2 separate regions of the Mus musculus genome follow, and region 1 is linked to region 2. Evidence: chromatin contacts called from public HiChIP or PLAC-seq data. All regions are on one chromosome and are shown on one strand. Each heading gives the region's core, a stretch centred on a gene start, on an enhancer-like site or on the middle of the called end of the contact. The rest is flanking DNA. Distances are from core to core; before and after follow the strand shown. Region 1 holds the start of Spn (sialophorin). Region 2 holds the start of 4930451I11Rik (RIKEN cDNA 4930451I11 gene).

The links. HiChIP or PLAC-seq counts read pairs in DNA pulled down with a chosen protein or histone mark.
Region 1: a contact with region 2 is called in an H3K27ac HiChIP or PLAC-seq map of double positive thymocytes, with 6 times the contacts expected there. The contact joins the promoter of Spn here to the promoter of 4930451I11Rik in region 2. A contact is called at or near these places in 15 of 39 promoter capture datasets (the C10 cell line, the HPC-7 cell line, cranial neural crest and 9 more), 2 of 15 datasets of contacts at CTCF or cohesin (the NIH/3T3 cell line and pro-B cells), 8 of 484 Hi-C or Micro-C datasets (the Ba/F3 cell line, CD8 T cells, the G1E-ER4 cell line and 4 more), 21 of 115 datasets of contacts at active chromatin or transcription factors (the 230-238 cell line, acute myeloid leukemia, bone marrow-derived macrophages and 15 more) and 4 of 9 other capture datasets (adipose tissue, liver, macrophages and 1 more).

What each region holds. Positions count from the first base shown.
Region 1 is chr7:127,134,293-127,139,763 of GRCm38.p6, reverse strand. It overlaps Spn (sialophorin), which reads left to right and starts at 1,941. Exons shown (of 2, transcript NM_009259.5): 1 at 1,941-2,017; 2 at 2,397-5,471. The coding sequence starts at 2,431. The coding sequence ends at 3,618.
Region 2 is chr7:126,830,070-126,835,634 of GRCm38.p6, reverse strand. 4930451I11Rik (RIKEN cDNA 4930451I11 gene) reads left to right here and starts at 4,139. Exons shown (of 4, transcript NM_183131.3): 1 at 4,139-4,224; 2 at 4,608-4,763; 3 at 4,838-4,925; 4 at 5,017-5,161. The coding sequence starts at 4,155. The coding sequence ends at 5,038. It overlaps Tlcd3b (TLC domain containing 3B), which reads right to left. Exons shown (of 5, transcript NM_029978.1): 5 at 5,416-5,565.

The DNA of each region.
Region 1 (5,471 bases), core at 692-3,191, 310 kb before region 2:
GGACCTACTGTGTGCAGGATGGAAATCCGGGCCATTTAGTGTTTCCCAGGACTCTGAAGTAAAGAATGACCAGGCAAACGAATGTGTGTGCTGCCTGCTGGCCTGTGAGCTATGCCCTGCTTCTGACCTGGATCTATAGCTAGATTAACTCAGTACTCGATGGCTACAGTCCAAGTCCAGACTCTGTCAGCAACCTGCTTTAGTCCTTTTGTTGTTGTTATAGAATTTGGGCTTATTGAGAGATTTTAAGATACTTTAAATTTCTTTCCTGTTTTGGAGATTTAAAAATATAGATCTGCAGGATCTAGGGTTAAGAGAAAGAAAAGTGTTCAGAAATAAAGACACGCCTGCGAGTGTGGGTGTGGGCCCCTCAAAGGAGAGTCACCCTGCTTCTCTTTCTTTATCATTCACAAAGCTGTTTTTACAGATAAAAACCAGTTATGAATTTTTAAAAGGAAAAGCTCTGAAACAGACATATACCATAAGAATCCGTTTCCTTAATCAAGTCAGGTGACAAGTTATTCAGAGAAGGATCACATAGATCTCCTTACTTGGGGCTTGGGGATGGCTCCGTGCGGCTCTGTGAGGTTCCATGCGGCTCGGTGTAGAGCACTTACTCAAGCAGCACTGAGGCCCTGGGATAAATCTGCATAAAACACCCCACTCAGCTAAAGACTTTTTGTTACTTTCTTTCTTAAAGATTTATTTTATTTATATGAGTACACGGTAGCAGTTTTCACACACACCCAGAAGAGGGCATCAGATCCCATTACAGATGGTTGTGAGTCACCATGTGGTTGCTGGGAATTGAACTCAGAACCTCTAGAGGAACAGTCAGTGCTCTTAACCACTGAGCCATCTCTCCAGCCCATGGTTAATTTTTTAATATAGGTCTTTCTAGAAGTTTTCTTTTCTTTTTTTTTTAATATTTATTTATTTATTGTATGTAAGTACACTGTAGCTGTCTTCAGACACTCCAGAAGAGGGCATCAGATTTCGTTAGGGATGGTTGTGAGTCACCATGTGGTTGCTGGGATTTGAACTCGGGACCTTCGGAAGAGCAGTCGGCGCTCTTAACCACTGAGCCACCATCTCACCAGCCCTAGAAGTTTTCTTTTTTAAATAAATCTATTATTATTATTATTATTATTATTATTATTATTATTATGAACAACTCTGTAGACCAGGCTGGCCTCGAACTCACAGAGATCCACATACCTCTGCTTCCTGAGTCCTGGGATTAAAGGTGTGCTCCACCACACCTGGCCGTTAAGTAAATCTTAATTTATTTTCATATTTGTATATGAGTACCTGTCTGTACCTATGTGGGTTGGTGCCCTTGGAGGCCAGAAGAGGACGTTGGATCCTCTGGATTATGGGGTGGTCGTGAGCCACCAAGCTGGAACTGAACAGGTCTCCTTCAAGGGCTCCAAACCTTTCAGCCATCGCTCTAGCTCTCCTAGTTCTCTAAGACCATAGCATGTGCAATGTTAGTACTAGCTTAAACTGGGGGCCACAGGAGTGACCTCAATTCCCTGTGGCTCTGGCAGGGTTCAGCAGCCCTAAAAACCTTTCAGGACCACGAGCAGAGTTGAGAGGTTTTCCCCGGCCCTGCAGCTTTCTTGGAGCTCTTCGGCAGGAAGTGCACCCACAGTCTCAGGGTCTCAGGTTCTGGCCAAACAGCTTGAGGAGCAAGGGAGGGAAAGGAAACGGTTCTCCCCTCCATATCTTCCACTCCACCCCTACTCCCCATCACTCATCTCTGACACTTGGACTCCAGTGAAAACCTAAGAATTCCCGTCTGGACCCCGAGCATCCTTTCATGCCTCCACTGAACCCTTGGGTCCCCACAAGCAACTATGGGAGTAGGAATGGGTGGGGCAGGATGCAGGGGTGGAGTGGGTGGAGCCAAGACCCACTTCCTTTCCCCCTGGGGCTCAGTCTGCCCCAGTCCTGACCAAGCCTCAGGAAGAACTGGAGGTACTTGCCCTGGCCCTGTGCCTTAACCATTAATCTGGTAAGAGGGTATGATCTTGCTGGGTACGGGGGTGGGGATGCTCAGAGGATGAAGGAATGTACCTATAGTTTGAAAAGATGAATAGGGTGAGGGGGTAAGGGAGTCCAGAGCCACGGGCTGGAACAATGAATGAAGGCCAGGGGGACATGGCTGCTCTGGAGTCTGAGCTGCCAAGGCCAGGGTGGGAGTCACTGGCGCCATCTGTTCCCCTGTTGTCTCTGATAATAGTGAAAGCAAGAATGGAAAAACAAAACAAAACAAAAAAAAAACGTTAAACCACAAGATGGGCTTGGCAGTTGGCAGGGAAGTGGGCAGAAGGAGTGGGGCTGGCCAAGTTTCCCTCCCCAACCGCGTTCTTCTGTAACTTCCCTACATTCAGGTCCCAACTCCTGCTCCTGCCTGTCCCTCTGGAGATGGCCTTGCACCTTCTCCTCCTCTTTGGGGCATGCTGGGTCCAGGTGGCGAGCCCAGACAGTCTGCAGAGGACGACGATGCTACCATCTACCCCACATATCACAGCTCCAAGTACCTCTGAAGCCCAGAATGCCAGCCCATCAGTTTCTGTGGGGTCAGGGACAGTGGACTCGAAGGAGACCATCAGCCCCTGGGGGCAGACCACAATCCCAGTTTCTTTGACCCCCTTGGAAACTACTGAATTGTCTTCTTTGGAGACTTCTGCTGGTGCCAGCATGAGCACCCCTGTACCTGAGCCTACTGCCTCTCAGGAAGTTTCCAGCAAGACATCAGCACTGCTTCCAGAACCATCAAATGTAGCCAGTGACCCTCCTGTCACTGCAGCCAATCCTGTGACAGACGGACCTGCAGCCAATCCTGTGACAGACGGAACTGCAGCATCTACATCTATCTCTAAAGGAACCAGTGCACCCCCCACCACTGTGACAACAAGCTCTAACGAGACCAGTGGACCCTCTGTGGCTACAACAGTAAGCTCCAAGACCAGTGGTCCCCCTGTCACCACAGCTACTGGGTCTCTGGGGCCCTCGAGTGAGATGCATGGACTCCCTGCTACCACAGCAACCAGTTCTGTGGAGAGTTCCAGTGTGGCCCGTGGCACCTCAGTTTCCAGCAGAAAAACATCCACGACGTCTACCCAAGATCCCATAACCACCAGGTCACCAAGCCAAGAATCAAGTGGCATGTTACTGGTGCCCATGCTTATTGCCTTGGTGGTGGTTTTGGCCCTCGTGGCGCTACTGCTGTTGTGGCGCCAGAGGCAAAAGCGGAGGACTGGGGCCCTGACCCTGAGCGGAGGAGGAAAACGAAATGGGGTGGTGGATGCCTGGGCTGGGCCAGCCCGGGTTCCTGATGAAGAGGCCACAACCACATCAGGGGCAGGGGGCAACAAGGGCTCTGAGGTACTGGAGACAGAAGGCTCCGGGCAGAGACCCACGCTCACTACGTTCTTCAGCAGACGGAAGTCTCGCCAGGGCTCTTTAGTACTAGAAGAGCTGAAGCCTGGGTCGGGTCCCAACCTGAAGGGGGAGGAAGAGCCGCTTGTGGGCAGTGAGGATGAAGCTGTGGAAACCCCAACTTCTGACGGTCCACAAGCCAAAGATGAGGCCGCACCTCAATCTCTATGAGCAACAGGTATTCATCCAATCTGCTCCTTAGCCCCGGATCCTGCTGTTAGCTGCCGCACACTCTGCATTTGTGAATATTTGTGGACCAAATCCGTCCATCCATCCATCCATACATTCATTTCCTTCCCCCCACCCCCCGCAACCCCCCAGCCCCGCTGTCTCCCACCTCCCCTTCCTCTGTGCTTTCTTTGGAACCAATTGCTGAATCACCATGAGGATGATCTTAGTGGACCCACATTTTCCCCGAGGATCCCCCTTGGAATTCTGGGATCCCAACAGGCCAGAAAACTCCCTAGGATGAAGCTGTGAAGCCCATGCACTCACATCCTTCTCAGCAGGGGCCCCTTCAGGAATGCCTCTCAACTACCATTTGCTTTGGGGCCAGCTTAGAGCCTGGATGGCAACATCCAGCTTGCTCTTGGGTGAACTGTGACCTGTGACTTTTCCCAGAGCACTCTGATTTGGGGCTGGCTGGAAGCTGCTGGTGGGAGCCTGCCAGAGATCCATCACTTCTCCTTGGGTTAGGGATGCGGAGAGTTCCTGGCTGGTGGTGTAGGTGTAGGTGGTATAGTCCCGCACCTACTGTGTCCACTCAGAAGTATGGTTTGTGTGCAAGATAGGACAATTTAGGTGATGGCTGCAAACAGTACTGGTGAATATAGACCATGGGAGAAAGCAGGGCAGGTGCTGGTGAGTTCCAAAAGGAGGGACCCAGGAGCTGTACCCTGTCTGCTGAAGACCTAAGTGTGTCTGCAGCCCCCAGAAGAATGCAAATGTGATGGGGACTAAATGTGCCATCAAGTGTGCGTTCTTCAGCTAAGCTGCCATATCCTTCCCTCAGAGGCTCCCTCACACCAGCTCTCACCACGCCCACACCGTGCACACACCAGTAGGCACACATGCAAGATCGGGAGAGGAGTCAGCCAAGTGCGGTGACTGGGTGGCACAAACCCCTGGTGTTGATGCTTTTCTCTACAGGCTCAGTTGTCTGTTTCCTCTTCCACCCCAAGGCTGAAGTCTTTCCCTTGTCGCAGGGTAATAAGAGAGAGTTAAATGAAAGACAGGCCCAAGGGGTGGGACATGGTTGCCAGAGAGTCCCTAAGGGTCTGAGGTACAGAGAGGGGACAGGTCACAATTGTGCTGCCTCTGACCCCGCCAGCCCAGGCACGTGGTCCAAAGGTGGTTGCTGGAGGAGATGTGCAAGAGGAAGCTGTTGAGTCAGAGGGCGCTGCCCTTGAGAACAGACTGACCTACAGAAAGAGATGTGTGCGTGCGATTGTGTGTGACCTGGATGGGAAAGGGGAAGGTGGGAGGGAGGGGATGAGGAATGGAAAGGGACATGGACCAGTTGCTACCACATCAAGCTGCCATCGTTCCCTCCTCGAGTCTGTGGGGAAGAGGGAAGGACTGAGCTGGGCACACCTGGGCCACACTGAACCCATTTCTACTGCTCACTAGGCGCTGTGTGGGCCAGCTACAACAGAGATGGCTCGAGTGAGTTGCCAGTGGCCCTTAAGGGACACAGCAACTGTTGTGGTTGTTTTTGCCAAACTGTGTGTCCTGATTTCAGGCTCAGAAGAAAATATCGCTAAGTTGAGAGGTCAATGGCTTGTTTCACTGCCACTTCTAAGGTGTTTCAGGCTGTCAGGTGCATGGAGGAAGACAAGGAAATGGGGTAGAGATGGTGGCTAGCACCCAACAGGACCTCAGCCCAGACAGGGTCAGATGTTCTGGGTGCTAAGTGGAATGACAGACAAAAGTGTCCACAAGAGGAACAAAACTAGGAAGTGGTTGGTATTCTACCTCTGAAGGAAGACAAGGAAGCTGAACGCTTGTCCCGGATCTTGGCCACA
Region 2 (5,565 bases), core at 2,890-5,389:
TTACCTCACAGCCTCTTTTCTTTCCCCTTTTCATCGTTCATCCATTCCCGGTCTCATTCCCCAAGCCTGAACTATCTTCTCCCCTTGGTCTTCTTGCTTTCTAAGCACTTCGATGTGCATAGCCAAGTCTGCAGTGTTTTCTAACAGAGAATTGAGTGAACCTTCCAAGTTTTCAACCTTCCCTCCAAACTTTTTCAGAATAGTATATGTAAACACTGCAAACCAGAAAACCCCCCCGGGAACACATAGGAGACCCACTCAGCAGCAGTAGCTGCCATTTTGCCAATTTCCTTAAGCAACATTGCTAACCCCTCATAATCTGCAGTTTCCTCTGCCACAAGAAGCAGCAGAATTACCCATTATGCCTAAGCCATGTTGGGTGCCATCTGTAGACACAAATACTTGCAACCTAGTTTTAATAAGGGTCCAACCGCTCCTCTAGCCCACCACCCAGCAGAGGTAGTGGAAGAGAAAAGTTATTAGGATATGGGGGGAGTGGACATGTTCAGCAATACTTCTTTGGGGGTGAGCTCAATTTTCTTGGGCAGCAGTTCAGTCCTGTAGCAAACACCAAATAAGACTCAGCAGCTTCAGACCATTCCTCTAGGCAGGCAGACACCAGGCCTGAACCAGCAGCTACATACAGTCCAATCCTTTCAGCAAGCAGACACCAGGCAGCTAGCTGTAGTTCAATCCTGAAGAAACCGCCAGGCTCACAGAAGGGGCAAACTGCCACAGGAACCTCACAAGCAGTTCTTGGATGAGTTTCCCTCAGTGACATATTATCACAAGGTGAGCTCAACAACACTATGTAAGGCGAACCAATACATGCCTGTCTTTAGCAAAGAATATCAAGGCGGAGCAAACCAAACCAAAGCTCAGTGTCTGTCTCCCACTGTCTGTGGGGTCATATTTCTACCCCTTCACCAAGAGTCCTTTCACATGTCTGCTGTATCCAGATACTCTTTCACCCGTGTCTGCTTCAGGAAAGCAGTCTTTCATGTGTTTGATTTAGCAAGACATTCTTCACCTGTGCACCCCAGCAAACCATCATTTGGTATAACTGACTTTCCAAAGAACAGGAAGTTTCCACTTCAGGTGTACCTATTTGTGGAGACAAGTTTGCAGAGGCTGCAGGTGTATTTCCTCAGGACTTTCCACTTTGGCTTCTTTTTTGTCTTTCTTAAGCAGAGTTGGGGGGGGTGGTAAAGCTGTTTTAATATAATTCAGAAACTCATATCTGAGTACATGAGCTTCTCAAAGCAGCATCTCGAAGGGAAAAGAAGCCCAGGTGTGGGCGCTGTCCATCCAGCGGGTAGCCTATGCCTGGATTTGTCGAAGCAGGGCCTCTCATGCTCGTTTATTTCAGATGGGCTCTTGCTTTGTGTTTCTCCTGCTTTAGTCTCCAGAGCACTGGGATTACAAGGCATGTATCACCCTGCTTACCTCTCTAGGTGTTTTTGTCATCCTACAGGTCACAGACCCAGAGAGGCTAAGGACTAGGAAGGGCTTAAGGGGGATGCAAGGATCTCCCTGGGAAAGGGAAATAGACTTTTGTGGGGGCAGGTGGGGATGGGAACAGGAGTGATCAGGCGTGAGGAGGGAGGAGACGGAAGGGGAGAGTACTGAGAGAAATGACTGGAATGGGGAACGTGCAATGGAAACTCCTCTGAATCTCTAAGAGTGGTCTCCTAGTAGTGGGGGATATGGAATCTAAACTGACTATAACCAGGCAAGGCTCCCAGCAGTGGGGCTGGGGCACCAACCCAATCACAAAACCTTCAACCTACAATCTGTCCTGCCTGCAAGACAAGCTGGCGTAATTGTGGTGCAGAACTTGTGGGAGTGGCCAACCCATGACTGGTCCGATTTATGGCCCATGCTACAAGACAGAGCCCATGCCTGACGCTATGTGAATGACTAGGAACCAGGGGCATGACAGCCCAGAGACTCAGGATAGAACCAAGCACTGTGTGTGTGTGTGTGTGTGTGTGTGTGTGTGTGTGTGTGTGTGTGTGTGTGAAATGATTCCTAATGATATTCTGCTGTACTCATAAATTGGTGCCTAGCCCAACTGTCATCAGAGAGGCTTCATCCAGCAATTGATGGGAACAGGTGCAGAGACCCTCAGCCAAACACTAGGCAGAGCCAGGGGAACCCTGCAGAAGAGGGGGAGGAAGGATTGTAGGAGCCAGTGTGCTCAAGGATACCACAAGAACACAGCCCACAGAACACAGCCACAGCCCATCAGCTAAGCAGGGCACATAGGAAGTCACAGAGACTGCGATGACAATCAGGGCACATAGGAGCTCACAGAGACTGAGATGACAATCAGGGCACATAGGAGCTCACAGAGACTGTGACGAAAATTAGGGAGCCTCCATAGGTCTGTGCTAGGTCCTCTGCATGGGTGTTATGGTTGTGTCACTTGATGTTCTTATGGGATTCGCACCACTGTGGCAGCTGCCTCTGACTCTCTTGCCTGCACTTGGGACTCTTTTCCTCCTACTGGGCTGCTTCATCCAACCTTGATAGGAGGCTTATTGTATCTTGTTAGGCCATGTTCGATGAGTATCCCTGGGAGGCCAGCTCCTCTCTCTCTCTCTCTCTCTCTCTCTCTCTCTCTCTCTCTCTCTTTTAAGGGGATACAGTTGGAGTTCTTCTGGGGGAGATGAGACACAGTAGCAGGGGGACTGGGAGGAGTGAAGGGAGGAGAAATGGTCAGGATGTAATGTGTGAGAGTGAAGCTAGAGAGAGAGGACAGAAAAGATCAGGCGGAAGGGTTGGAATGTTGTGGAAATGTCTTCCAGGCATAGCTGTGGCACTCTTAGATTCTCAATAGCTGTGATTAACTGAAGAGGAGGAGGAGGAGGAGGAGGAGGAGGAGGAGGAGGAGGAGGAGGAGAAAGCTAATTCTGATGTAGAAGCACACTCCTTTAATCCCAGCATCATTTGGGAGACAGAGGCAGGTCTCTGTGATCTCCTGGCCCGAGAGAGGATCCTTTAATGAGGAGCCACCTTCAGGGCAAGTGGAGTAACAGAGTAGCCAAGAGGCTGTAAAACAAGCACGGATAGAATCAAGGAGACCCTGAAATGTCCTTGGCCCGGGTGGGCTGGAGTTCGTTTGTGATAGACAGGCCTAACTGCCAATCAGAGGCAAGCTGTCTCTTCCAACTCGAGGTGGGGCCTCCGGAGTGCAGGTCGCAATTAGGAAGTGACACGGGGAGGACTGAGGGAACTAGAGAAAAGAAACAGGGGTCGGGTGGTGGACGGTGAGGTTCACATGCCACCAATACCACCAAAAGGGAAACTGAGTCACGGTGAGGCGAGTAGACTAGGATCTTTGAATGGCCGAGAGATTAGCCTTGGAATGAGCCTGGGGAGTTCGTCTGTTGACAACACCCTCAGCCCTCTTCGCCTCCCCGCCTCCCGGTGACAGCCAGTCCCAAGAGAGGAGCCTGCCTGCCTGCCTGTAACCTGTAGAAGAGATGGTGGCACCGTCGGACCAACACTGCTGCCACCTGGTGGAAAAGTTGGCTATTTCTCTTGTGCCTCACCGTGCGCTTCCATCTCTACTGAGCGCTAAAACCAAGCCTGGAGATGGATGGGTGCAAACCCACGAACCTGGGGTTCAGAAAGGGAAGAGGACCCTCCCCCCATAGAAGAATGCACAGCCTTGGGAAGCGTTGTGTCAGCGTTCCTCGTCCCCCTGCACACTGGTTTGGGCCTCCCTCTTAGGGCTTCTGCCAATGCCACGAGCCAATCTGTGTAACTTGCTTGGCATTTTACTAAGCAATCAGTAAAGGAGTTTTATTTGATCCGAAGAACAACTGGAGATGTGTAGCCCTCCTCACCTCCCCAGTAGAGCGGTTATGCAAACACATGTCTCCTAGACCTAGCTAAGTTCTGGAACACCACAGAACTGACTGGTTCTGTAATAGAACTGAAGGCCTTGTGCACTCTGAGCAAAAGCTGTACCCCTGGCCTACACCCCAAGACCCCTCACCACTGTTGCTGTTATGGTCAGTGTCATCCTTGGGGCTCAATGGGGGCTCTTCTGCATCAGGAGCTAGAAGCACCTCATAGTCGGGCTAGCGGAATGGCTCTGGGCTGTGACATCATAGAATCCTACTCATTCATAGTCGTGGGGGGTTATGAAGCTGTGGCTGTGGGTAGCCGTAGGGGTGTGGATGTTGATGGCTGAGCTGGGGACCATAGAAACAGGTGGGGAACTGAGTTCAGGAATAGTAGGAATAAGGGAGGCTAGAGAAAGGGAGTAAACTTCATTGTGGGCAGGAGGGAGGAGGATGGCCCAGCCCCAGGCCTTAGTTTCCCCACCCCCCCCTTCCTTTCCCCTTCTTTCTTCCTTTTCTCTTTTTTCCTTCTTCCTCCCTTTTGTCTCATTTTACTTTGTCTTGAGACAAAGTGTTGCTCTATAGCCCAAACCTTCAGTCCAAACCTTTCCCCCCCATCTCAGACATGGTGGGCTTCTGATGGGAGCTCAGCCAGCCCTGGGACAAAACAATCAGAGCTCTGGGTTTGCCTGGCCTCATTGGTGGGCATGATGGCCCTTGGGCTCTTGTCACAGACTCTGCTTTGGTTTTTAGCCCCCAGAAGAGATGGAACCCGGCCCTCGGTTTCAGGAGCCAGACCCCAGCAAGTTGTAAACAGGCTTTTCTTTGATTATCCAGACTCAGACCGAGCTAGCCTTCTTGCTGTGGCCCGGTTTATTGGAGAGAAGCCTATAACGTTCGTTAAGACAGGTATGAATCAGCTTGATAGAGGGGTCTTCCTCCTGGCGGGGTCTGGAAGGACGCTGTTGTTCATTGTCTGGCAGATTCCAGTCCTGGGCTCTTCCAGAACATCCTGGTGGGGACATTAGTGGTGGCCTTCTTCTTCCTGCTTTTCCAGTTCTGCTTGCATGTGTGAGTTGTGTCTCTGTGTCCTCGCCCTACCCCTTCCAGAGGACCCAAGTCTCCTATGTGTCCCTCCTCATCTGATCTCCATACTCCTCAGGAACTTCCAGAAAGGGGCCTAATGAGATATCCAGCCAGAGCCAGCTGAGGTGAGCAGGTGAGCCAGAGACGGAGCCCTGGACCCAGCTGTGAGCCACACACATCTACCCTGCCTTCTGTTGAGAAATAAAGGTGGTGCCTCCTTCCTCCTAGACTGCAGTAGCCCTCTATGTAGCCACCCATCCCCCACCTCCTCCTTCTCCCTGACTTCGAAGTGGCCATTCACACACCCCATTCCTCCCAGGCTGCAGGCGCGCGCACACACACACACACACATACACACACACACACACACACACACACACACACACACACTTTCCCCCTTCCTCCTCAGTAGTTATGTAGTGACCCCTCCTTCTTCCTCCCCACTTCCCAGCCCCCAAAACTGGACCAAAGGGTCTTGCTGGCGTTCAGGAAGATCGTCTTTATTAGCGGTCTGTAAAAGCACCTCCCGGGGTCTGTGGCCCCCAGACTGGAGGAAGCCGCGATTGGCCTGTAGCACCAGGGACAAGCCGGGGCCGAGGGCTAAATGTGCCCCTGACAGAAGGGA